Regions from separate parts of the Mus musculus genome. Here regions 1, 3, 4, 5, 6 and 7 are each linked to region 2. A link is a contact called in public ChIA-PET, HiChIP or PLAC-seq, Micro-C and promoter capture Hi-C data. All regions are on one chromosome and are shown on one strand. Each heading gives the region's core, a stretch centred on a gene start, on an enhancer-like site or on the middle of the called end of the contact. The rest is flanking DNA. Distances are from core to core; before and after follow the strand shown.

Region 1 (3,262 bases), core at 195-2,694, 280 kb after region 2:
TACAGTAGCCCCTTTTACATACATTAGCTTCCTGGTTATCTGTCTCCTGACCAAAAAGTCAAGAAACAACGTAGAAAAATGCAGCTACTTTGTTTCCAGGCACTGTCTCAAGAAAGCAAGGCAACACTGTTTCCAGCCTGCAACACTGTCTCGTTAGGGTTCTCTTCTTCCCAGGGAACCCGCGCAAGTGTCTGGCTTATTACGTCTGGAGCTCGCTCAAGTCTTACTGAATGAGTGAATGAGCACAGTGACATAGATGACCCTGTGAGGCAGATGATGGCATTGTGCTTCCTTTTCCCCCAATCACTACGACAGGCCCCGTGATCGCTCACAAACCAGGCTCTGTGTCTAGGGCCTAGACGTACCTTCCTCTCGGCAGAACTGGTGGATCTCAAACAGTGCCTACCAGGTCTACAGGTGGCAACTCTGTTTGCCCACGCGTTCAGGTTCAAAGTATCAGTCCCATCCCCTTCCTGTCTCCTGTCCTCCCCAGCACTGGCAAACACCAGGGTCACAGAGTCAAAGTGACTCCTGAGCGTGGCTACCTCCTGGGCCACCACTATTACCAGCTTTACCTCCGAGGTGGCAACATTTCCTAACTGGGCCCCTGCTCTCCTTCTCCCCTCCCTGACCCATTTTTCTTGTGCAGACAGGAACCTCCTGACAAACTCAGGTTGCTTCTCCCTGCCCTATCGACTGCTTCAGACAACTATTCTTACACGTGGAATAGAGTCCAGAGTCCTCACCAGATGCTACAATATGCATGCGAACATGCACACTGTCTATCTCTCATTGACTCTGGTCTAGCCATGTAGCCATGTGTTTCGCATACACAGGCTACTGTTCCAAGACTTTGGTTCTTTGCACTGTCCTGACCTGGAACTTTCTTTCCCACCGGTGGGCTTGGCTCCCTCTTTTTCATGAGCTCTCAGTTCAAACACGCCAGCAAGCCCTTTCCTGCCTACCTCATCGAAGAAGGAACAGCACCTTCTTCGGATCATTTTTTTTGGTAGCCCTGCCCAGTGTTGGTTTTCCTGTTTATGAGGTGTCATTATCTCTAAATTGTAAGTGCTGCACGCACAAATCCTACTGTGTGCTGGCATACTCCAGGGACTAGAACTGGGCCTGGCACAAGGCAAGCCTGGCATACACGCTTAACAGGGCAAAAATGAGAGGGCATCCAACAGACAGAGACACTGGCAGAGGCAGATCTACTGGGCACAAAGGACTCGGAGCACGGGCCTTCATGGCAGGTCTCACGTTCTCCAATCCCCCTGTCTCAGAGTATACCACCAATTTCTGCTGTCTCCCAATATGGACTCTGGCCTCAGCCATGGGTTTTCTTTGGCCAGGGAAACATTCACAGAGTTCAGGGAGATAAGCTGAGGCCTTATCAGCTCTCTGCCTCACCGCAAGAACATGCCTGGGCATGCCTGCAGCGGGGATGCAGAAGTCCATTCACAGTGTGGACCAGCCAGTGCACAGGCCTCACCGGCAGGTGTGTGTGGGGTGGGGGTTGGGGGTGGGGGCAAGGACCAGCATGACTGTGGCCCAGGGAAAGGTAGCCAAGTTGAGTCTGCAGGCTCCAGATCCAGGAGACCTGGGAGCTAGGCTGTGTAGGCAAGACTGAGCAGTGTAGCATGAGACTTCATATTGCCTTGAGCCCCAAGGACACACTAACTGAGGGGCCGAGGAAATGGGGAGATCAGTGAAGTGGGACAGGAAGAGGACACAGATTGCAGTGTGAGGTCATTGCTCCTAAGGTGGGCTGAGTCAGGGACAGGAGTTCTGAGTCACTCAGAGGATTCTACCCGCCGGTCACATAGCTCCCCATTCAGGTCCTTCAATCGCATTCCCCCTTTCTCTCCCAAGACATTCAATACTTCTTATTTCCTGTTACAGCTTACCTGTCTAATCCTAGTCATTGCTGTCAAACTTTAAAATTAATTCTCAGGGGCCAGAGAGATGAGAGTACAAGGACCTGAGCCTGGATCCCCAGGCCCCCCGGCTGGGCATGGCTGTGCTCTAATGGTGGGGACAGGTAGATTCCCAGAAATAAGAAGAGAGCAATCAAACAAGCCACTGGTGTATTCCTCTGGGCTGTACATGTGTGTCAGCATTGGCATTTGTGTGCACGCGCACACGTACACACATATAAACAAACAAACAAAACAAAACAGATATAAGACCCAATGTAATCTACATAAAGATTTAAACCATGCCTGAGACAGAGTTCAATGGCCCTAGCCATGGAGAGAAGGCTGGCGTAGGAATTCTCTAGAAGCACTCAACTTGTCTGGGCGGCTTCACCGAGCTTCGTGAGGTCTCTGACCCACATCTGCAAGCGGTACTCTGAGTAGCCAGCTGCCTACGGGAGGCAGGTTGGAGACTGCCTCTTGGCAATGGCAAATTCAGGGAAATTACAGAGGTTGGTGTTTGTTGGTTTTGGTTGCTTAGCAGCTACACACCATGGTGGAGGTGGGGCTAATCCAGAATGGGAACCCCCTACAGGCCAAAGATCCCTCACAACATCCCTACAGAGTTCGTGGGCACTGAACCTGGGCCCCCTGAGAAGCCAGGGCCATCAGAGATGCCATTCATCATGTCCCCAGCAACAGCATCCAGGGGCAACTTGACCCTGGGGGCAGCAGGACGGTCCTCTAGAGTCCTTTCCTGTGGTTCTACTGCAGTCTTATGGGTTCCTGGACAATTTAAGAGATGGGTCTTCTTAGTTTACCTGGTGATTCTGTGGACTGCTCAGTCACCCTTCCAGAAAATTCTCACTGGGCAGAATTAGCCAGCCTGGTTTTCTGCTGTGTACAACCAGTAGCTCGTCTTTGTCTACCTTCTACCCCACCTCACCTCTTAGAAACCACATCCAAGAGCCCTGTCTCCACCCTTCAAGTTACCAGGAGCACAAACAAACCCTGCGGTCCTGGAGAAGATGAGTCAGCCTGTACCAGAGTACCAAAAAACAGGGTAAAAGGTGTGACAGGCTAGTGTTGGAATTGTCAGCCAGGCTTCTTTCTTGGTGTATCATCCTAGCCTGTGATGTATCATAATGCCTTAGTTTATCAAGGCTGTGCTGTGGGAGCTTGACTGCTGAACATTGGAGTTCAGAGCCTTGCCTCAGCAAAACCCCAACCATGGGAGGCATTCTCCTGCCTCACCCCAGCTTCAGCATCTGGGTGCCACAGAAGTTAGGGGACAGAGATACCAACATTCCCAGAACACCCTACACGTATCTCCACATAAACTGGAC
Region 2 (3,017 bases), core at 401-2,900:
AAGACTGAGTGGCGTCACTCATGAAGGGGTAGGGAAGGGAGAGAGAATATTCATAGCAAGATTTCCTCCGTTTTCAAGGTGAGATTAAGAAGTGATAGGTGCCTGAAGAAATAGGCTCAGCAGTTAAGAGGACTGGCTGCTCTTGCAGAAGACCAGGGTTTGATTCCCACCACATACATAGAGGCTCACAACCAGCTAAAACTCCAGTTCTAGCTGACAGGACACCGTCGGCAGGCTCTGCACAGGACTGGTGCCCAGACATGCACACAGGCAAAACATTAGTTCACAAAACAAAACAATAAAGTTCTTTTTAAAAATCGATAGGGCATTTTGAGCTCATACTCAACTAGCTGGGCAGCATTCCTAGAATCCAGACATATACACAAAGTAAGGGTGAGGAAGGGAGACAGGGAGAGCACAAACTAAGGGTAGTGGCGCAGGGGTTCGGGAAATTGTTTTGACAGTTTTCATCTTTGTCCTTTTGCACTGGGTCAACCTCCACAGAGCTTTTGGTGGTTTCCAGGGAGATGGAAGTGTGGGAGACTTTGGGGATGATCTGAAACTTCTAAACACCAAACAGGGTATTTAGGACTCCGGGAGGTAGCCAGTCTTCTCCCTAATAACTTGTCTATTTAAATCCTCTCTGTTCTTCCCATATATTTAGATGAGTCGGAGTCGGTGTATCTGAGTCAGCTATGGCAAAGGGAAGAGGCTTTTGCGAGTGTCTTCCGCCAAACTTGAGACTGGAAGATGAGAATACACGGAAGTAATCTCTGACTCAGCCTGCCCAAGGCTAGGGTGTTGTGGCATTCCCCACGAGTGACGCACTCCCAAGATAGGTGACTTCATGTATCATGGGACTTATTCCACCACTGACTCCACCCCATAGCCTCCTCTGCTTCTTCTCTCACTTCCCAGCCCCACCTCCCTCTCAAGATCAGAGAGGGACCGGTGGTAGTGGCTGCAGCCTAGAACTGTCTTTCTCATAGGCAGGGAGCAGAGGGACCCAGTGTTTGGCAAAATGCAAAAAGTGGTACTCATTTTCCCTTCTCCAGACGCTTCGCTCTTCTGGTTAAGGCTATCCTTACTCTTCCTTAACATCAAAGTGTACTATCGTACTCGAGGCAACCTGATCCTCTAGGCAGTCATTCTAGTTACAGCTTTTTCCCTCATCCACTGTTTTCCTTTGAGTCCAGAATTCTCAGTAGGAAGTAGAGAGAGTCTCGCCTCTGCCTCTTTCCTGTTCTAGCGGTATGACCTTGACTAACCCGCAACTTCCCTGGCCCTAGTTTCTTTGTCTGTTAAGCAGGGTCCACACGTCTGGCGCACCAAGAAGGCGCGGGATGAGCCGTAAAAAGGCGAAGAAAACGCTTGCAGCCTCCTGGGGAAAGTTGTCAGTCTTCAGAGCCCCTCCCTTTCCTCTGGGAACGCCCAGCCAACGCAGCCTCCGGCTGTCACTTCCTCCACCTCTCACCTCTCGGTCCGCGCGCGCGCGGCGCCGGGTGTTGGCGTCACAGCCGGCGCACGCCGCCGCCAGGCCCCGCCCCTCGTCCGCGCCTGGCCTCCCGCGGGGCCCCGCCCACCGGGGCGACGCGGCGCTGGCCCCGCCCCACGGGTGACGCGTAGCGCGCGCGGCCGGGCCGCCCCGGCAGTTGGTGCAGCGGCGGTTGGGGCGAGTGCGCTCACCCCACCCCTCCCCTCCTTGGCCAGGGCTCCGGCCCCCACCCCGCGGGGCCCAGCCCCAGCCCCAGCCTCCGCCGGGCCCGTCCCGTGCGGGCCCGTGCCACCCCTCAGCCGGCGACGCCCGGGGCCGCCCGCCCGCCCGCCACCATGGAGCTGGAGGACGGTGTGGTATACCAGGAGGAGCCCGGAGGCTCCGGGGCCGTGATGTCAGAGCGGGTGTCCGGCCTGGCCGGCTCCATCTACCGCGAGTTCGAGCGGCTCATCGGGCGCTACGATGAGGAGGTGGTCAAGGAGCTGATGCCACTGGTGGTGGCCGTGCTGGAGAACCTGGACTCGGTGTTCGCGCAGGACCAGGAGCACCAGGTGGAGCTGGAGCTGCTGCGGGACGACAACGAGCAGCTCATCACCCAGTACGAGCGGGAGAAGGCGCTGCGCAAGCACGCCGAGGAGGTGAGGGCCGGCGGGGGCGGGGGTCGCAGCCGGGCTGGGGACGCTGGGCGCGCCAGGCGCACCAACGCGCCAGGGTGGACTCCTGAAGGGCAGGCCCGAATCCAGGGCCCGGGACAGTGCTCCGCAGCGTCTCGGGACCCCGGGACACTGGCCGGTGCTGGAAGCCTAGGCAGGCCAGCGAGTGTCCAGGAGAGGGGTGAAGTGGGAGGAAGGCCGGGGGAGGAAGCGACACTCTGGCATCTGAGGGCACCTGGGACTGCCCGAGGGCGGAGACTTGAGGGTGTCTGGTTGCTTCTTGTTTAGGGAAGTTTCCGACCACCGTAGGATAGTCGGGTGCGGGTTCAAACTTTTAGCATGGGGAGGGGCAGTGCTGTCCTGCCCGTGTCAGTTCCGCTGGCTTCGGTACCTTTCCAGGGGGGGCTGCTGCTGCTTTGGGAAGTTAGAGATCTCCCTCTTTCGGTCAGTTTCTTCTTGACATTTAGATCCTCTTGAGAAGGAAGTCTACCTATGTACCCTTTTTTTTTTTTTCCATTTAATTTTAACACTTAGTCAACCACTTAGAAGTCGACTAGCAGAGTCCAGTAAGTACATACAGTACATTCATTTACTTTATTAATGTTCCTCACAGAGGAATGTTCCTCCTTCGTGTCAGGTGGTAACCTTGGACAGTTCCCTGACAGCCTCCTCTATTTATAAAGACTGGGGGGCGGGGTTGAGAAGGTGTGGGTGAGTGTTACAACACTTGTCCTGTCTGCGTTTGCTTTGCATCCTGCAGTTTCTAAGTGCACTTGGCTGGCTCTTTGCTCGAACACCTGAGCGGTGACCTTTGTACTCGTCACCTGAGTGTGTGAGCCTTTTTGGATCCTGGGCTGTAAATGATCCTC
Region 3 (3,377 bases), core at 185-2,684, 400 kb after region 2:
CGCATCCCTGCACACGCACATCTGCACACACCGGATGCATATACACAAATACTCGTCATGGAAGAAACACAGACTGGGATTCGGATTCTAGATTTGAAACCAGACAAGGGCGGGCAACCCCTGGGTAATGAGAAAGTAGCCCCGTGTCACACTCTGCCTGTGAGGCTGAGATTGTGTCCCCAGTTGCTTTGCCTGGTGGAGGAACAAGTGCTGAGGCTGCACACACTTCAGACGCTTAAGATGACTGATACAAGGATTTGAGGAGAGACACAGAAAGTTACCTTTCTGCACTGAGCTTGTGCGCGTGCGCACATACCATACCCTCACGGTACTGTGTTTTGAGCCCAGTCTCCTGCATATCAGGCAAGCGCCACGCCCCTGAGCTATAACCCCAGTACAAAAGACCTGCTTTAACTTACTTTATTTTTATCTGGTTTCGTGGAATTGGTGTTTTGGCACAATTCCTTACCTCTCTAGACCCCCATTTCCCTTATCTATCAATGGAAAGGTTTGGGCTTGGACACCTCAGTTCTCCCTCTCCTCTCCTCTCCTCTCCTCTCCTCTCCTCTCCTCTCCTCTCCTCTCCTCTCCTCTCCTCTCCTCTCCTCTCCTCTCCTCTCCTCTCCTCTCCTCTCCTCTCTCTCTCCTCTCTCTCTCTCTCCTCTCTCCTCTCTCTCTCTCATATGTCCTGGGTGTAGATAGGGTCTCCTCACAGACCTGCAGGTGGATCTTGCTCACAGAAACAGTAGCCTCCCAAAACAGGGCCTGGAAGGTCTAGCTGTACCAAGTCCTGACGGATCAGGGCTCTGGATGCCCTAGGGTATAGGCAAGGAAGATTGGATGAACAACCAAGGCACAGTTACTGGGTCGGGTCCAGTGGAGGTGGGGTCGGGTGGATTCATTCATTAGGGATGCAGGCAAAATACAAAGTGTTCTTCTATGCAAAACGCAAAAAGTCCCTGGGATCCACCAGACAGAGAGACTTACACCAACAGGCAAGCGCCTGAGCTTCCCTATTCTTGGCGCCCTGCAACTACAGATTCCAGGAGCCTCCTTTCTGCCTAGCTTCTCCCCGCGGTAGGTCAAGGCACAGCCGTGGCTATACATCCTTCTGCGCCCATTCTTCCCCCTTTGGAGCTTAGACCCTCCCAGGTCTGACTATGCACATCCGCCTTTCCAGGGCATCAGCTGCTGCTCCCGCACTCCGCACTCCGGAGGTGCGTCCTCCGGAAGGCTGTGTTGGGGCGAGAGACCAGACATCCCACGGTTGACACCTACTTCCTCCGTAGCACGGATACCAAGAGACGCTTCTTACCCAGAACTTGGAGCCCAGCTCTCCGGAGCCGCACAGGCGGTCCATGTGGCTCTGGTGCACCGCAGGACTTGGAATCTCAGTTCAGCTCAGCCCCAGCAGATCTGCCCCGGAACCGCCTCTGACTCCCTGCTCCATAGGCACTCCTCCCCGCCCCGCCCTCAGGCCCTCTGGGTCAAGTTCTCCCTGTCCCCAGCGATTGCAACACAGCCTTGGTAAAAGTGCTGGTACCTAAAGGATAATGTAAGAAAGGGACAGTAGAGTAAGGATGGGTAATTAATTGACTGTACTAGTCCCTGAGCTTATAGACCCCGAAGCTGATGGACGTGAGAATGAGTCTCACTGTAAAAGAAGTCCTTTCTAAAGGTAGGGTCATTTCTGGCTTTATATATAAATAGGAGATCATTGTCTATAGTATGTGAAGTGCTCGTGAGCCTAGTCTCTTTCTTCATACGTTACCAGAGAACTGAGACCAGCACATTTATGTGATGTGTCTATGCACATGTGTACAGCAGGGGAGTGGGGCATGAAGTTGGTCCTAGTACCAAATAGATGGGTGTATGACTTCCCTGTGGTCCCCTTAAGTTGCTGCCTTCTCAGGTTCTGTGGCTCCCGTGTCTTGCCCAGGGCACTTCTCTTCCCCACTTTTGCACTGGTGAAGTATGGATCACCATAATAGAATCCTTCACACTGAGTTTTCTGAGGATTCAACAGAAAAAACAAAACAAAACAAAACAAACTATAACCCGCATGGACTACATGTAATACCCAACCTAGGTTAATTCTAGTGAGGCCTCAGGAAAATCCCTCACTAACACCTTGACCCTTTGTTGTTGCTGTCATGGCTTTTTTTTTTTTTTTTTTTTTTTTTTTTTTTTTTTTGGCTTTTCGAGAAACCACAGGGTTTCTCTGTGTAGCCCTGGCTGCCCTGGAAATCACTTTGTAGACCAGGCTGGCCTCGAGCTCAGAAATCCACCTGCCTCTGCCTCCCAAGTGCTGGGATTAAAGGCGAGTGCCACCACACCCGGCTCACTGTTATGTTTTTTTGTTTGTTTAAGACAGAGTTTCTCTGAATAGCCTTGGCTACCCTTGAACTCACTCTGTAGACCAAGCTGGCCTCGACCTCAGAGACCTGCTTGCCTGTGCCTCCCAAGGGCTGGGATTAAAGGCGTGCACCCGTGTCTTAACGCTGAGCCTCCACATTGTCAGTCTGTAAAATGGCCTTCCCAGCTTGGCTACGCTGGGTTCCCCTCCTTCTCTCTCTTCCCTGATACGATCCCAACTCACCCACACCTCTCTGGAGTGAGCAGAAATCCTCTTGGTCTAATTTACCCCTGTCTCTATCTGCAAGCTCTTGGTGTGTGTGTGTGTGTGTGTGTGTGTGTGTGTGTGTGGTTGGCATTTGTTTCCCAGTCAGGACAGGGTATTTTTAGCCTCCTGAAGGCGTTGGAGGGACCCGGTAGGACAGTGTAGACCATCCGTTACCCCTCTGGGCAGGCACGAAGTACTGGAAGCCAGATTAGGGAGAAGCTAGTAGAGTGGGGGTGGGACAGTTAGTCACCTGTTCGATTTCTCTCCTCCCTCTGCCCCTTTCTCTCCCATCCTGTCTTCCTCCAACCTCTGTACAGAAGACTTCGTGGAGCTTCCGTAACTTGTCAGCGTGCCCTTGGTTACACTTCTGTGTGAAGACTCTGGAAGGTCCTCAAAGCAGCCAGCAGTCATGCCTACCTCCCCTCCATGCCTCAGGTAGTATCTATAGTACCCTATGTAACCGTGACAGGCTCCTCATGTCTCTGGGACCAGTTTCATGGACAAAGTGAGTTAGCAAAGGACCACGGAAGCCCCTTTCCTACCCTGTAGTCTAGGCATCTAAGATCAAAGCATCTGAACCAATCTCTGAGCCTTCCGCTAACCTTGAACATGACTTTCCCAGCACCCCTCCATGGCATTTTACTACTGGGCTTTCTCTTGGAGTCGGGCCATGGATAAAACCCACCAGTGTGATTCTGAGCTTGAGGAGACTAAGGGACCTTCCTCTGGAATCCTTTAGGAAGATGAGCCTCCC
Region 4 (3,384 bases), core at 599-3,098, 500 kb after region 2:
CCATAGTGTTGCCTACCTTCCGTCTTTCTGTCTTTCTGTCCGGCTGGCCTTCTGTGGGAATGCCACAGCCACAACTTGTTAAACTCCTGCCCTCCCCCTTACTAATGACTCAGGCCTGTGCTCACCTCCCCAGTGGGAGGGCGGGCTGGCAGCAGCAGAGTCAAGACGGGGAATAATTGTGCACGAAGCCCGCCCTGGTTGGTGTACATGCTCCTCCCTGCTGGCCGCTGGAATTGGCAGAACCAGTCAGATCAGACATCCTGACTCCACCAGAGCCCTACCTGGGCCTGGCTTCCTAGGCCTTCCTACTTTGCCAGGGTGAATACAGCCAGCCTCCATGGAAAAGGGACCTTTTGTGTAGGCTCCATGGCCCTTCCTGGATTTTTCTCCTAGGAGCAAGGTGGACATTGTGGACACACCTTTGCTGGACTTGGGGGGAAAGGAAGGGATCAGAGGCACAAGAAGATGCCTGAGCCTCCTCCACCCTAGCCTGTCATAGACTCTGATGGTGTTTCACCCAGTAGGGACACAGTAAGGAGGAAGAAAGCCAGGGTGAGGTCCCAGAGCATGCCTGAAGCTGAAGTTGAGAGGGAAGGAAGGCGGGAGGCGGGCGCGGCTGGGAGCCCTGCCAGCGGTGTTACAAGCAGAAGGTTTTATCGAACACAATATGCCCGGGAATAAAAGGGAGTGAAACACAAACCCAGCTGCGGCAGCGGCAACGGCAGCCCTGGGCAGCCGGTATGGAATTACTGCAGTGACCTTGAGCCAGACCCTGCCAGGTGGAGGGAAGGACATTGAGAAGCCAGGACCTGGGGAGGCTGCTTCAGAAATGGAAAGAAGGCAGGAGGGTACTCCAGCGGAGTGCACAGGCTAGTCAGGAAGTGGGGGGGGGGCGGGGGGGGCTAGAGTGTAGACTCCCACCTACACACAGGTTCCCAAAGAGATTCGGAGCAGTGGGATCTCTCAGGACACAAATCCAGAAGGGTGCCAGAGTGGGGGATGGAGAGATTCCTAAAAGTCAGCACTGAAGAAGCAGATGGCATCCCCAGGGTGGAGGTTCAGAGAGATGGAAAGAACCAATCACATGCACGGGAATTTGACAAAGTCTGTGTGCACCCCATCAGCCAGCACCCCTCCCCATCTTCTGTCCCCATCAGCTCCAGAGTAAGCAATGGGGGAGTGGCAGTGTCCTTCCTGCTGCTCAGGGAATGGGGGACTGGATATTCCCTAGCCCTAGGTTGTGTGGCTTCATCAGACCTGAGTTGGCTGTGTCCCAGGGAGCAGTGGACTAAAGGGTCATTCTGAGGTTAAAGGTGTAAATACAGAGATGTGCCAGGATCTGGGAGAAACGCTATCAGGAATCTCCAGATGGCCCTGCGCCCCTTTTCTGGGGGTAACAGGAAGGTAGAGAAGTTGCAGGTTAGAAGCCTCCCGGTACTCCACAGCCCTTGCCTTACTCTCTAGAGGTTGGGAAAGAGACTAAGTCCTGAGCCCACTCTAGCCCCCACCCCCACCCCCCAACCCCGCCTTCATGCAGGGCGCCACCGCGGCGCGGGAGGGAGCTTACCTCCAGAGTGGGCTCCCTCGCCCCAGCCCCCGCAGCCTCTGCAGTGACCCTCTGACTTGTATGGGGATGGCACAGCTTCAGGAGCAGCCCCAGAGCCATCCACCATAAACCCTGGTCGCGGGAGCTCTACCTTGGACCGAAAGGCACAGAGCTCTCTCTCGGAAGGACCGCAGGGTCCCCCCAGCGGGTGGCCGCTCAGACTCTCGCGGCTGCCTCCTCGACTCCTGCCGGCCAGCACTCTCGGGAGGAAAGTTGTTCAGCTGGCCAGGCAGGTCTGCCTCAGCAGTAACAGGACACAGGATGACGGGCGGGCGGGCGTGTTTAACCCCTTCCTGCTGTCTGCCGGGCGGTGCCTTCAGGGGAGGAGGCTGGCCTGTTTGTCAGCCGGTGACCCCAGAGGTTTACAGAGCTGGAGTTCATCCACTCCTACCCTTCAAGTGAGTTAACCTTTCCCCTACCTCCTCTGCTAGAAGTAGGTGAGGGTGGGAATGGAGGCCACTCCAATACCTATCCCAAGCCTTAACCCTCCTAGCCGGACGACATTAAAGCAGAAGACAGAACATTCCCTGGGGCTGGTCTTTACCTACTCCCAGCTGGCTTCCCCAGCCTCTCCAAGGGGCCTGAGGACTCTGCCTTTCCAACTCCCGGGAGGATCCTACCTGCCCTGAAGCTCGTTCCATAGCTTACATGCTTACATATGGGAGCTCAGTATGAATTCTAGCGTCCCTGGCTACTGGCTTCCCTCACTCCTCCACTGCTCCCAGAGACCCCCAGCCTAACCAGTTGTTTACAGTCGTTTCAACAGAAACCCCGGGATGATCTGAGCAGGCAGTGCGTGCTTTCCCAGCTGTTACCCTTCACCTACTACACAGTCCCACATTCCTTTGTTCCAGGAAGGAGTAGGAATTCTTCAAGCTGTTTTTGTTGTTTTGAAACGTTGTGGTCCCTCCTTCCCTTCCCCACCCCGACATTGCGCAGGCTGGCCTCAGAGTCATCATGCAGCTCAGGTTGATTTTGAACCCACAACCTTGCTGCTTCAGTGTCCCATAGCAGAAAAATGGTTCCAGGGCCAGATGAGTTGACTGGAGGAAGGGATCTAGCAGACCAGAGCCTCAAGTATTAACTTCTGGCTTAGGACAAGGATCCCCAAAGGGAATGAATGGGAAGAGGAAAACTGTACTTGTGAGAGTTTCTTGGAGTACAGCAAAGAGTTATGCCTTTGTGTTTCTTCAGATCTGGGGTGGGTGTGAGCTCAGCTCCAGTTCCTGCCGGGTTTAAAGAGCTTGACAGGTGCCATCTTTGCCATCTTGAAGGATGAGGAGGGTGCTGAAGTAGAAGCCTTCAGACAGTCAGGTCTCGCCATCTCTGCTTCTCTCCCTAGTCCCTCACTTGAGTTGGCTTCAGGAAGCACGGCCCTGAAAGTCTAGGCCTGAGGCAGGGAACTGCTATGAAAGGCCATCTTGTCCTGTCACCTGACTTCATTCCTTGCCCTGCCACCACCCACTAACTCTTCTGCTTATCCCTTAATCATCACCTCTCTGGTGTGTGTGGCTCTGAGAACTGCACATGTGAGCAGGTGGGATACAGGAGGTCCTAGACCTTCGCCTGATGCCGTTGAGATCCAGCATCCCCAGAGGCACGATGGAAATGGAAATGGTAGGAACCTAAAGATTCTTTATTGACTTTTTTCAAACCATCTTCCCAGGAGGAAGCTTGGGTCCAAGAATCAGCTGCAAAAACGTAAAGACTCTTCAACATTCTTTGTAGAGCTGAGCTCATCAGCCAGGACCATCACATCTGTCACCAGGTTGTCCAGC
Region 5 (3,070 bases), core at 160-2,659, 310 kb after region 2:
GAAATCCGCCTGCCTCTGCCTTCCGAGTACTGGGATTAAAGGTGTGCGCCACCATGCCCAGCCAGGAGACCCCATCTTGGCAGAAAAATAATAGTGCTTAATCACCTGATACTAATCCAATTATCTTTGGTCAATTACATACAGTTACTGACATTTGAAGAGAAAAATCTTCAACTGGGCATGGCAGCAAATGCCTGCCATGCTACTACTTAGGAAGCTGAAGCAAGAGTATTGCTGAGTTCCAGGCTAGGCAGGGTTATATAGCAAGACCCATCTCAAAAAAAAAAAAAAAAAAAAAAAAAAAAAAAAAGAGTAAGAAAACTTCCTAGCAAAACCATTTATTAATGAAGATTGTTTAAGAACTACAAAGAAGCCCAATAGTTGGTTTTTATGGCCAAAATGGGGGTTGGGGGGTAGAAGCTAACCTGTGTCAGCCACACACCATCTACACAAGAAGATCCAAGACCTGTACGTTTATGTCTGAGCCCCTCCATGAGCTCCAGGCTCAAACAGCTAACACCTGCTGGGCATTTACCCATGTGTGTTACCACTGATCACAAAACTTGACTTGACTGATAGCTACTTTATTATTTCCATTTAACAGAGACAAAACCAAGGCACTAGGCCAAGGTTAGTAATTTTCAGAAAGTAATACAGTGGGAAGATTTTGGTTTCATGCTTGACTTTCAACTGCAAGCTCGCATCTTACATCTCACATCCTACTAATGTCTCTACTTAGGTATTTAAGGCATTTCAAATCTGACATTTCTAAGATAGAAACTTGAACAGAGAATATCCTCCAGTTCCAATCTACATTAAATTCTATTAGTCACCTGGATGCTCAAACCAAGAACCATGCAGGAAGATTGAATTTCTCCTCTCTCTGTTCACCCAAATCCTCACCCCAGCAAGCTGTTGTTTTTTTCAACCACCTTCACCCAGCCCACCATAATCATACAACCCCCAGATAACTTGCTGCTTTCATTGTACACACCTCAGACCATTCTCCACCCTAAAGCCAGAGTGAGCCTTTGAGAAATATACTTAAGATCTTTACACCTGCACTCTAGCTTTGTCACAGCTGTCTGGGGAAATAACCTCCTCTCCTTTTCTGTCTTTATGCTTTACTGCAGCCCAACCCGAGCGGCTTCCGTTTGATTCTGCTGGCTAGCTAGCTCCTTGCTTGCCTTCAAAGGTCACAGAAAGGAGTCTCTTCTACCCATGCTCTCCTCAGAAAAGCAATCTCCTTACACAGTCTTGGCCCCTTTGCTTATCCTATTCTCATGGTGGAGGTGAAGTAAGTCACTGGGTTGGAGCTAGTTACTAGGATGACCACCCGCCCTGGTCTTCCTAGCATGGAGCAGAGGCTGGAGAACGAACGTGTGGTTTAGTGGTGGAGCACGTGCTAGCATATACAAAGCCCATGACCTCCAGCAGCACCATCAGACCAAACATGCACGCGGAAGGGGGGAGACGCTTCCCTAACCCTCAAACAACAGAAGGAAGGTGCTCCTCAAACCTTATGTATTCTAAAGGACAGAGTAATGAATGGAAGTCGAGTTTAAAATGATATGAGACAGCCACATCTACAGAGAACAGAGTTCTTTACAAACTCTAAGTCCATTTCATACTCACCCCAGAAGACTGCTGATTTTGAGATAATGCCAAACGAGCATGACCTCGTCTAATTCTGCGCTCTACCTCGGCAAGTAAACTCTGTAAGTATCGCAAAAAATCTCTCTCATAGCCAACTTTCATAAAGCGAGAACTCTTCTCATACCTGATAAAGTGAAAACAAATAAACTTTTAAACATTACAAGCCATATATATATATTCCCTATCACCCCGTCTCAAAGCCTAAACTTACATGAAGTATATTTTTAGATGTTATCCTATCAAAGGGAAAGGCACTATATACTGTATTGCAGTTGGTTAATAATCAGCTGGCTGTTTATTTTGGTGGTACTATATATTGAACACAAGTTAGCAAAGTGCTTTAGCACTGAGCTGTATTTTCCAGCCCCTTGTTTTGTGATAAAACTCCCCGTTAAGTGCACAGACTGGCCTTGAACGTAGATCTTACTGTCTCAGTTTCTCAAATAGCTGGTTTTATAGGCCTGCATTAATAGGTCCGGGTAAAAACACAAGCTTTAAACACAGGTTTAAGCCATGGCTATACCACCACTTTGCATCTATCTATGCTCTGGAATCCAGGACAAATCATATCTATAAAACAGGAGTCAGGTCCAGTGAGACAGTTCAGTCAGTAAAGATACTCACTGCCAAGCCTGACAACCTGAGTTTGATCTCACACAATAGAAGAGAACCAACACTTAGAAGCTGTCCTCTTAGCCCCATAAATATACCATGGCACTGGTACACTCAGGCATATAGTAACAGTCCCATATCACCTAAAGAAATAGAAGCAGTTATTAATAGTCTCCCAACCAAAAAAAGCCCAGGACCAGATGGGTTTAGTGCAGAGTTCTATCAGACCTTCAAAGAAGATCTAATTCCAGTTCTGCACAAACTATTTCACAAAATAGAAGTAGAAGGTACTCTACCCATTTTTATATAGTAAACTAAATAAAATGTAATTAAGAGGGCTGGAGAGATGGCTCAGCGGTTAAGAGCACTGACTGCTCTTCCAGAGGTCCTGAGTTCAATTCCCAGCAAACACATGGTGGCTCACAACCATCTGTAATGGGATCTGATGCTCTCTTCTGGTGTGTCTGAAGATAGCGACAGCAAACTCAAATATAATAAATAAATAAATAAATCTTTAAAAAATGTAATTCAGAAAATTAAAAAGTAGCTAGGCATGGTGGTATATTCTTTAGTTATAGCACGAGAGACAGTTGGGTATCTGTGAGTTTGAGGCCAGTTGGCTTACATAGTGAGTTCCAGGCCAGATAGTCTACATAGTAAGACACCTTCTCAAATAATAATAAATTTTTAAGAAGAAGAAAATAAGCCAGACTTGGTGACTCATGCCTTTAATCCCAGCACCAGCAAGTCTCTGTGAATTCAAAGCCAGCCTGGGCTATATTGTGATTCCAGGACAGCCAGG
Region 6 (3,220 bases), core at 310-2,809, 330 kb after region 2:
TCTAAAGACAGCTACAGTGTGCTTACATATAATAAATAAATAGATTTAAAAAAATACATAATTTACTTTCCTAAAAAGCCTGTTAGCCAATCGTGGCAACGATGTAATCCCAGCACTCTGGAAGCGGAGTGAGGATTTCAAGTTCGAGAACCACCTGCTTACAGAGTAAAACACTGCCTCAAAAACAGAAACAAAACAAAGCTTTTGTTGAGCCATTTTCTCATATTTTATCAAGTGATTTAAAACTGCTGTTTGATTATAACTGCAAGGTAAAATCAAGTGTACCCACTCTCCAGTTCAGATCTAAGACAGTGTGCTCCACGTACAAAACTAGATAAAAAGTACTTGAAATACAGTACAGTATATGCACGAAGAACAGTGCAACCTCAACAGTGCTACAAAAATTAGATTTAGCTTTCCCGATCACCAAGAGACCGAGAGAGAGAGAGAGAGAGAGAGAGAGAGAGAGAGAGAGAGAGAGGCTTTAGCCTCACCTGCGACCCAGGAGTTATAGTTAACCTTTCTAAGAGAGTAAAAGGACCGAATGAGTTTATGTGAAAACAAAAACCTTCACAACTGCCTAGCTGAGGGTCTACTACGGCCATCAAGCACGCGTCAAACGGCCATCAAACCGCATTAGCAAAAAACTGTTCATGATAAAACTGTACCTCGTTCCGTCTTTCAACTGTCTACCTTCTCACAGAAGTGTCCAAATGGCAGCACTCCTAAGCAATGCACTGCTACGATGTCCTTCCCCACGAATACTGGTCGGGAGTCAGGCTATCTATCTATATGACTCCCGACTCTCTCACACACACACACACACACACACACACACACACACTCACACACTCTAGATAGATAGATAGATAGATAGATAGACAGACAGACAGACAGACAGACTGCACCCAAATAACGGAAGCCTGCTTTCTTATTCATACGGTAAAACCCCGGAGCTCTGGTGGAATCAAGCGAGCCCTTCCTTCTTCCTTTTCCCGCGTTTCTCGGCCTCACCAAGGTGCTTCTTCTTCTGCCCAGCCAAGCGCCATCCCGGACTTCCTCCACACAACAACAAACGCCGCTATCCCCCGGATTGGCGCGGAATCCTCCCTCCGTCCTGGGCCGCACGCCCGCCTCCCTCCGCCGTCAGGTGCTTCAGTCGGCGCGGCCAGGTCCCCCCAAATCGCGCCGCACCCCGCTCGGGCCAGCCTCGGCCCGCCCTCGGGTCCCTTCAGCTCCCCCTCCCCCAGTCCCCGGGGCACAGGCCCGAGGCCCACGGGACTTACGCTCTCGTGGTCCCAGCGCACGTTGCTGCGCTTCTCATCCGGGGCGAGGTTTCGGTCCCGGCCCATTAACTCATCCAGCAACTGCGCGGCAGAAATCATGGTGCTTCCTCCGGGCGGCTGCTCACGCCAGCCCTAGCACCCACCCGATAAAAAACCCCACCAGCCGCCCGGCCGCCGAACCAAGCCCCCTCGGCCCACTCTCAAGCTCGAAAAGCCTCTTCCAGAGAGGAGCCGAGAAGACAAAATGGCCGCCGCCCGGGCACCTTCCCAGCATGCCGTGCGCCCGTGGAGACACGCCTAGGCCCGGGCTGCGAGGGCGGGCAGCGCGGCTTCTCCGGCGAGGGGGCGGGACCTCCGGCCCGGGCCCGGGGCAAAGCCCCGCCAGGCACTGACTCCGCCCCCGCCGTGCCTTCCACCCAACGGAGCGGTGGACGCTCTAACGGCTGCCGGTGTCGGCCTCTTTTTTACTTGGAGAAAGAGCAATCTAGCTCTGGGTCCTTTGCCACTGCCCTGAAACGGAGAAAATGTCCCTTTGTCCACGTGGTGTGCGGGGGACCATCTTCCAGGGAGGGAAACAAGAAGAGCGAGCTGCGATCGTGCTCAGACTCCATTTTCCTGTCGCTGTAGTTTCTTCCTCCTCTACCTGTCCTTATTTATGTCTGCACCCTCCACCCTTCCCACACCCACCCAGTTCGATGCTGGGGATTGAACCGGGAACCTTAACGCTTAACGCTCTACCAGCGAGTTAAATCCTCAACTCTTCTACCCGGTTTTGTCCGGACTTCCTCGATTTTTAGGGAGGAAAATCAAGGAATAGACTATATGCGGTGGAGGAATTATGTTGTAATACCTCCAATCCAGGAATTTATCTTCCTTCACTTTGTATCAAATGTGTTACTGTGTGTTCAGGGAATCATAGAGGAGACCAGAGGTTACCCTCTGGAGTCCATTACTCAGGAACTATCCACCTTTGTTTGGTTTTTGGTTTTGTTTTTCGGGATAGGGTTTCTCTGTAACTTTAGCTGTTCTGGAACTCACCAGGCTGGCCTCGAACTCACAGAGATTCCCGTGTCTCAGCCTTATGAGTGCTAGGACGTGCCACCATTGCTCCTCAATCTAAACTTTCAAAAGATTAGGAAAACTTAGCTGGGCTTGCTGTCACCGTATACCTTTTATCTAGGAAGGCACTGGGAAGGCAGAGTCAGGTGGATTTTATGAATTAAAGAGGTTCACCTGCTTCTGCCTCTTAAGTGCTAACACTTGGGAGGCAAAGGCAGGTGAATATCTAAGTTTGAGGCCAGCCTGGTCTACAAAACAAGTTTCTGTATAAAGCCATGGCTGTTATACAGAGAAACCCTTTTTCAAAAAGAATGTCTCACTGGGACGTGAGCTCTCTGTCAGCCTGAAAGCCCTACGAATCCTTTTATTTCTGCTTCCTTAGTACTGCAGCTATAAACCACTGTTTTACATGTATGTGCTGGAGGTTAAACTCTGTTCTTCATGCTGAGTGGTGAACTCCCTGGAATTTCTTTAAAAGTATTAATTCGGCCTTGCAAACTTTTAATCCCTAGCAATCCAGAGGCAAGTTGATCGAGGCCAGCCAGGGCTACATAGTGAGACATTGTCTCAAAAACAAGATTCATATTCAGCTAGGAATAGCAGACCGGGCCTATAATCCCCTTGTTTGGGAGGCTTGGCCAGAAGGATTATTGTTCCAGACCAGCATGGGTTGCTGTGTGAGTTCCTGTCTAAAACAATTTTTAAAAAAAATAAAACCCAGGGGCTAGTGAGATGACTAAGCTGAGAGACATCTGTGGACAAGCTGGATGAATGTGACAAGAGTTTCATCCCCCGGACTCACAGAGAAAGGAGAGAACCAACTCCCGAAAACTGTCCTCTGACCTCCACGGGCTGATCCACACACACAGACACTG
Region 7 (3,442 bases), core at 153-2,652, 480 kb after region 2:
TCAGTAAAAACCTCAGCCTTCAGGACTACTAGATCGGGGGACTGGACCCTAGAATCCGCCGCAAACTTTGGGGCGGGGGCATAAGGAAACCCCAGGAGATTGCGGTCTCCCCTCCTCCGTCCCCGCAGCTTCCTCTCCACCCCTGCCCCCAAACTCGAAAACCAAACCCAGCTCGCTAACCCGCGGCTGGCGGGCTGGCGGAGTAGAAAGCCCAGGCTCCTGAAGCTGCCCACATCTGGAGGATGACGACCCTCCTCTGCCCACATCTGTAGAGCATCCAGATGCTTACCAGAGGGTCACCTCTCCTCTCTTTTCCTAGCTTGGATTTCAACCCTCCACCCCTCACCCCCGCCCAAGGAAGGCTGAGGTGTGTGTATTCGGAGGTGGGGCTCGTCTGGGGTACCCACCAGTCTCCGCTTCTACTCGGACGCCCCCTCCCCTCCTTAACAGTCCCCCACTCAACTGTTCACAGTCCAGGCTCACTTCTCCAACTCACCTGGCTTACGGTCCCCTCTGGCAACACGGCCCGCCCTCCTGTGGACCCCCCTAGTCCGGCCCATCGCTGTGCCCCGAAGGATATGGGTTACAGACCGTGCGGAGACACCAGCTCCGCGGGCGGCTGTCCTGGCTCAAGTAGAAGAAAACCACCGGGGCCAGCGCCGGGTAGGGCAGCCCCTCCGCCTCGGAGTCCGCGCTGCCCGGGTCCTTTTCCGTCGACCCCGGCCCCTGCCGGCCCCCGGCCCCAGACAGGTCGTTGAGCTGCGTGAAGCTCCGGGGCTGTCCCGACTCCTCGGCGCCCGCTCCATCCTCTTCCTCATCCATCCTCTGGCCAGCTGGGGTCCCGGGGGTCCGAAGAGGGGCGATCGGAGCCCCTCCGAGGAGGTGTCCTCACACAACCGGGGGACCCCGGTGGGGGAGCATGTGGGGGGCTCTAGAGAGCTTGCTGAGCCCCCAGGAGGGCCAGTTCAGCTCAGCTCCCCCTGCCCTCAGGGGCATGCTGCCCGCGGGGCGCCGGGTCCCAGGGAAGCCCCGCCTGGCGAGAGTCCCGCTTCCCCTGGGTTCCCGGGGGCTCCCCGACTAGCCGGCCGGCTTCCCCTCACTTTGTTCCGGCTTCTTCCCTTCGCGCCCAGGCTCCGGTTGCCCGAATGGGCGCTACCTTCGGTGAAGCAGCCCCCGAGAGGAGGAGGAAAAAAGGGGCCACCCGGTGAAGGGCGGGGGTCCGGGGAGGGGCGCCCCCTCTTCCCTCGGCGCAGCTGGAGCAGGATCTAAGGGGTCAGCATCGTCCCGGCTCCACGCCAGAGACGGCGGGGGGAGGGGGAGGGGAGGAGGGATCTCTTTGGGGGTGGGTTTGGAGGGGGTGGGGGCTGGCTCCTTCCTCCGCCCCGCGGCGGGCTAGAGGACCGGGAGGGGCGGGGAGACCGTGGGGGGCCGTCCCGGGCGGGGGTGGAGGCGGAGATGTCGCTGCCGCCGCCGTGGCTGCCGTTGCCGTAGCTGTCGCCGGCGCCACTGCCTCCTCCTCCGGCCGAGACGCGGAGGGAGAGAACGAGAGAAAGCGGCGGCGAGGAGCCCGGCGCACACCACAGCTGGATCCCTCACTCCAACTTCAAGCCTCGGCCCCGCCTTTCCCCAGCCAATCTCACAGCCAATCGCCGTGCGTCACCGGTCCAGAACCGCCCTTCCATTGGTCAGCCGCCGTGCCAGTGCGGGAGGGGGTACAGGGGGAGAGCCACAGCTGGAATCCGGTTCCCACCCCAAAACCACGACCGCCTTTCTACCCTCCTCTTGCCCCCGGGTTCGCTCCCGAAGGCTGGGGCCAATCAGACGACTGTCCAGACCGAACCCACTTTTCTATTGGCCTCTTGGGTCTTTGGGACTCCCCTGGGAGGGAGCCTCGAGAAATCAAAGTATTTGGCATCTGGTCCTAGGGTAGCCCTACGAGCCTCTGACATCTTTTGTCCAGGACCCCGAAATTGGACAGCAGCCAGAAGTCAGAACTTAGGTCTAAGCAGAACTGAAAAAGAAGGGAGACAGGAATCACAGGAGTTAGGGGTGTTACCGGGATCCCACAGCTAAATCTGACTCTTCACCTGGTTAATAACCCATCCTCTGCTTGAACCTGGGGGTCAGACTGGGGAGAAGGAAGAAGAGTCTGGTGTTTCAGGCTGGAAGGGGTCTGTTTGGGAAAAATAGGCGTAGCTAGAAAGGTAGAAGTAGGCGTGGTCTGGAAATGTTTCCCACCAGCCTCTTTGCTGGTCCAGAACCCCGGTCCACTTCTAAGATGTTGACCCTGGCCTAACCCCAACCCGCAGGTCTTCTCACTGATGCTCTGAGCGTCATCTCCTGCTTCTAGTGCTCTCTGAAGGTTGGAGACTCCTTTCAGGGGCTTCCTGCTGGAAAAGCATAGCTTCCAGGCGTGGCACCAAGACTGTAGAGCCTGGATCACCTGCAGCCCCGAAGTGGGAACAGCCTGCTAAGGCCATTGTGGGCCTCGCATGTTGTAAGGAATGATACCTAGAGCTGAGCTTTAACAACTTCATCCTGCAAAATTCTACTTCCTGCCTCAGTTTCTCCCCTTGATTCCAGTATAGCTTAAGAGAAGTGTCTGAGAGATGAATGCTTCCTGGAGTTACTTTTCTCCACCACTGGACTGGGAGAGGTGCTGGCGCTGTGCTTCACAGGCATGTACACGCAAATGGAGACCCGGGCTTTTGCCCAGCTTCATCTCCCTATGTTCAGGGGCTCAGTCGATTCTATCTCTCTCACAGCCTCCAAAGGGCTGTGGGTACCAGAGAAACAAGCACCACCGGAATTCTGAACGTGATGGGGAGTGGGGGAGGGGGGAAGCGTTTATGTTAGATGCAGGGAAAACATCTTTACAATCTGCGTAGGATCTTTACGATGGAAACGACAGGATCTGTAGTCCTGGTAGACTCCGGAATGGCACAAGCCACTGCGGGAAGGCTGAGGAATGAATGGACTGGATCACCTCCTGCAGCCCCTGATTCGCAGGCGTTCTTCCCTGACAAAGTTGAGCCACCCACACATCCTCCAGAGGCCTCCTGGCACCATGACATGGGTTTGGGGCCGTGTCAGCTCCCACTCCGGCCAGTTGCCAAGATGGGGTGAAGAGGGCAGAGCTTGCTGCGGCGCTGTCACCTTCCTGGTTGCCCTTTTGCCAAATCCCAGCATTGAGTTGTGCAAATGAGGCCAGGCCTATTTGCATTTCATGCTAATGAGCACATCCCCTAAGTGCCTGTTTCTCCTGGAGGGAGTCTCTGCTCTCATTCTGCGTGTGAGGCGCCAATCTTGAACTCGGAGCCCTCTTCTGGGATAGAGGAACTATTTATGGCTTGCTTTTAGAGCCTGACATCTTTTCTCCCTCCTGGTTATCCTCAGTCTAGTAGGTGGGCTTGCCCTTTTGACCACCGTATCTTGAAGCCTT

The links. A called contact is a pair of places that touch in the nucleus more often than the background predicts. ChIA-PET counts read pairs in DNA pulled down with a chosen protein or histone mark. HiChIP or PLAC-seq counts read pairs in DNA pulled down with a chosen protein or histone mark. Capture Hi-C pulls out chosen DNA fragments and counts their contacts.
Region 1: an RNA polymerase II ChIA-PET map of memory CD8 T cells shows a contact between it and region 2, with 46 read pairs. The contact joins the enhancer-like site here to the promoter of Spag9 in region 2. A contact is called at or near these places in 1 of 39 promoter capture datasets (embryonic stem cells), 1 of 484 Hi-C or Micro-C datasets (olfactory sensory neurons), 11 of 115 datasets of contacts at active chromatin or transcription factors (bone marrow-derived dendritic cells, effector CD8 T cells, embryonic midbrain and 7 more) and 2 of 9 other capture datasets (liver and pancreatic islet).
Region 3: a contact with region 2 is called in a promoter capture Hi-C map of liver. The contact joins the promoter of Abcc3 here to the promoter of Spag9 in region 2. A contact is called at or near these places in 2 of 484 Hi-C or Micro-C datasets (CD8 T cells and cerebellum), 1 of 115 datasets of contacts at active chromatin or transcription factors (pancreatic cancer cells) and 1 of 9 other capture datasets (liver).
Region 4: a contact with region 2 is called in a FOXA1 HiChIP or PLAC-seq map of pancreatic cancer cells. The contact joins the promoter of Epn3 here to the promoter of Spag9 in region 2. A contact is called at or near these places in 4 of 39 promoter capture datasets (embryonic stem cells, hippocampal neurons and stem cell-derived epiblast-like cells) and 1 of 115 datasets of contacts at active chromatin or transcription factors (pancreatic cancer cells).
Region 5: a contact with region 2 is called in an H3K27ac HiChIP or PLAC-seq map of thymic regulatory T cells, with 2.8 times the contacts expected there. The contact joins the enhancer-like site here to the promoter of Spag9 in region 2. A contact is called at or near these places in 8 of 115 datasets of contacts at active chromatin or transcription factors (astrocytes, embryonic forebrain, embryonic limb bud and 5 more) and 4 of 9 other capture datasets (adipose tissue, embryonic stem cells, liver and 1 more).
Region 6: a contact with region 2 is called in an H3K27ac HiChIP or PLAC-seq map of extraembryonic endoderm stem cells. The contact joins the promoter of Luc7l3 here to the promoter of Spag9 in region 2. A contact is called at or near these places in 6 of 39 promoter capture datasets (cranial neural crest, erythroid cells, frontonasal cranial neural crest and 3 more), 7 of 484 Hi-C or Micro-C datasets (CD4 T cells, embryonic stem cells, muscle stem cells and 2 more), 14 of 115 datasets of contacts at active chromatin or transcription factors (astrocytes, double positive thymocytes, effector CD8 T cells and 10 more) and 4 of 9 other capture datasets (adipose tissue, embryonic stem cells, liver and 1 more).
Region 7: a contact with region 2 is called in a Micro-C map of embryonic stem cells, with 1.7 times the contacts expected there. The contact joins the promoter of Cacna1g here to the promoter of Spag9 in region 2. A contact is called at or near these places in 1 of 39 promoter capture datasets (embryonic stem cells), 1 of 484 Hi-C or Micro-C datasets (embryonic stem cells) and 1 of 9 other capture datasets (embryonic stem cells).

The regions. Positions count from the first base shown.
Region 1 is chr11:94,272,982-94,276,243 of GRCm38.p6, forward strand. All of the region lies in intron 2 of Gm38956 (a long non-coding RNA gene), which reads right to left. Among named protein-coding and RNA genes, the nearest start is that of Gm38953, 3.2 kb to the left of the region's middle. Within about 2 kb of position 1,445, at least 60 of the 459 cell types and tissues checked have an H3K27ac peak or open chromatin away from gene starts, as enhancers often do. A contact at or near this core is called in extraembryonic endoderm stem cells, fetal liver, liver and 2 more, where this site is marked.
Region 2 is chr11:93,994,441-93,997,457 of GRCm38.p6, forward strand. Spag9 (sperm associated antigen 9) reads left to right here and starts at 1,651. Exons shown (of 29, transcript NM_027569.3): 1 at 1,651-2,133. The coding sequence starts at 1,831.
Region 3 is chr11:94,391,556-94,394,932 of GRCm38.p6, forward strand. It overlaps Abcc3 (ATP-binding cassette, sub-family C (CFTR/MRP), member 3), which reads right to left and starts at 1,435. Exons shown (of 31, transcript NM_001363187.1): 1 at 1,316-1,435. The coding sequence starts at 1,360.
Region 4 is chr11:94,498,126-94,501,509 of GRCm38.p6, forward strand. Epn3 (epsin 3) reads right to left here and starts at 1,849. Exons shown (of 10, transcript NM_027984.3): 1 at 1,568-1,849. It overlaps Gm51873 (a long non-coding RNA gene), which reads left to right and starts at 915. Exons shown (of 2, transcript XR_003949592.1): 1 at 915-2,004; 2 at 3,273-3,384. It overlaps Mycbpap (MYCBP associated protein), which reads right to left. Exons shown (of 19, transcript NM_170671.2): 19 at 3,222-3,384. The coding sequence ends at 3,294.
Region 5 is chr11:94,302,207-94,305,276 of GRCm38.p6, forward strand. Luc7l3 (LUC7-like 3 (S. cerevisiae)) reads right to left here. Exons shown (of 10, transcript NM_001361574.1): 4 at 1,636-1,780. Among named protein-coding and RNA genes, the nearest start is that of Luc7l3, 18 kb to the right of the region's middle. Within about 2 kb of position 1,410, at least 5 of the 459 cell types and tissues checked have an H3K27ac peak or open chromatin away from gene starts, as enhancers often do. A contact at or near this core is called in thymic regulatory T cells, where this site is marked.
Region 6 is chr11:94,320,404-94,323,623 of GRCm38.p6, forward strand. Luc7l3 (LUC7-like 3 (S. cerevisiae)) reads right to left here and starts at 1,560. Exons shown (of 10, transcript NM_001361574.1): 1 at 1,287-1,560. The coding sequence starts at 1,385.
Region 7 is chr11:94,472,796-94,476,237 of GRCm38.p6, forward strand. Cacna1g (calcium channel, voltage-dependent, T type, alpha 1G subunit) reads right to left here and starts at 1,403. Exons shown (of 35, transcript NM_001177888.1): 1 at 581-1,403. The coding sequence starts at 822.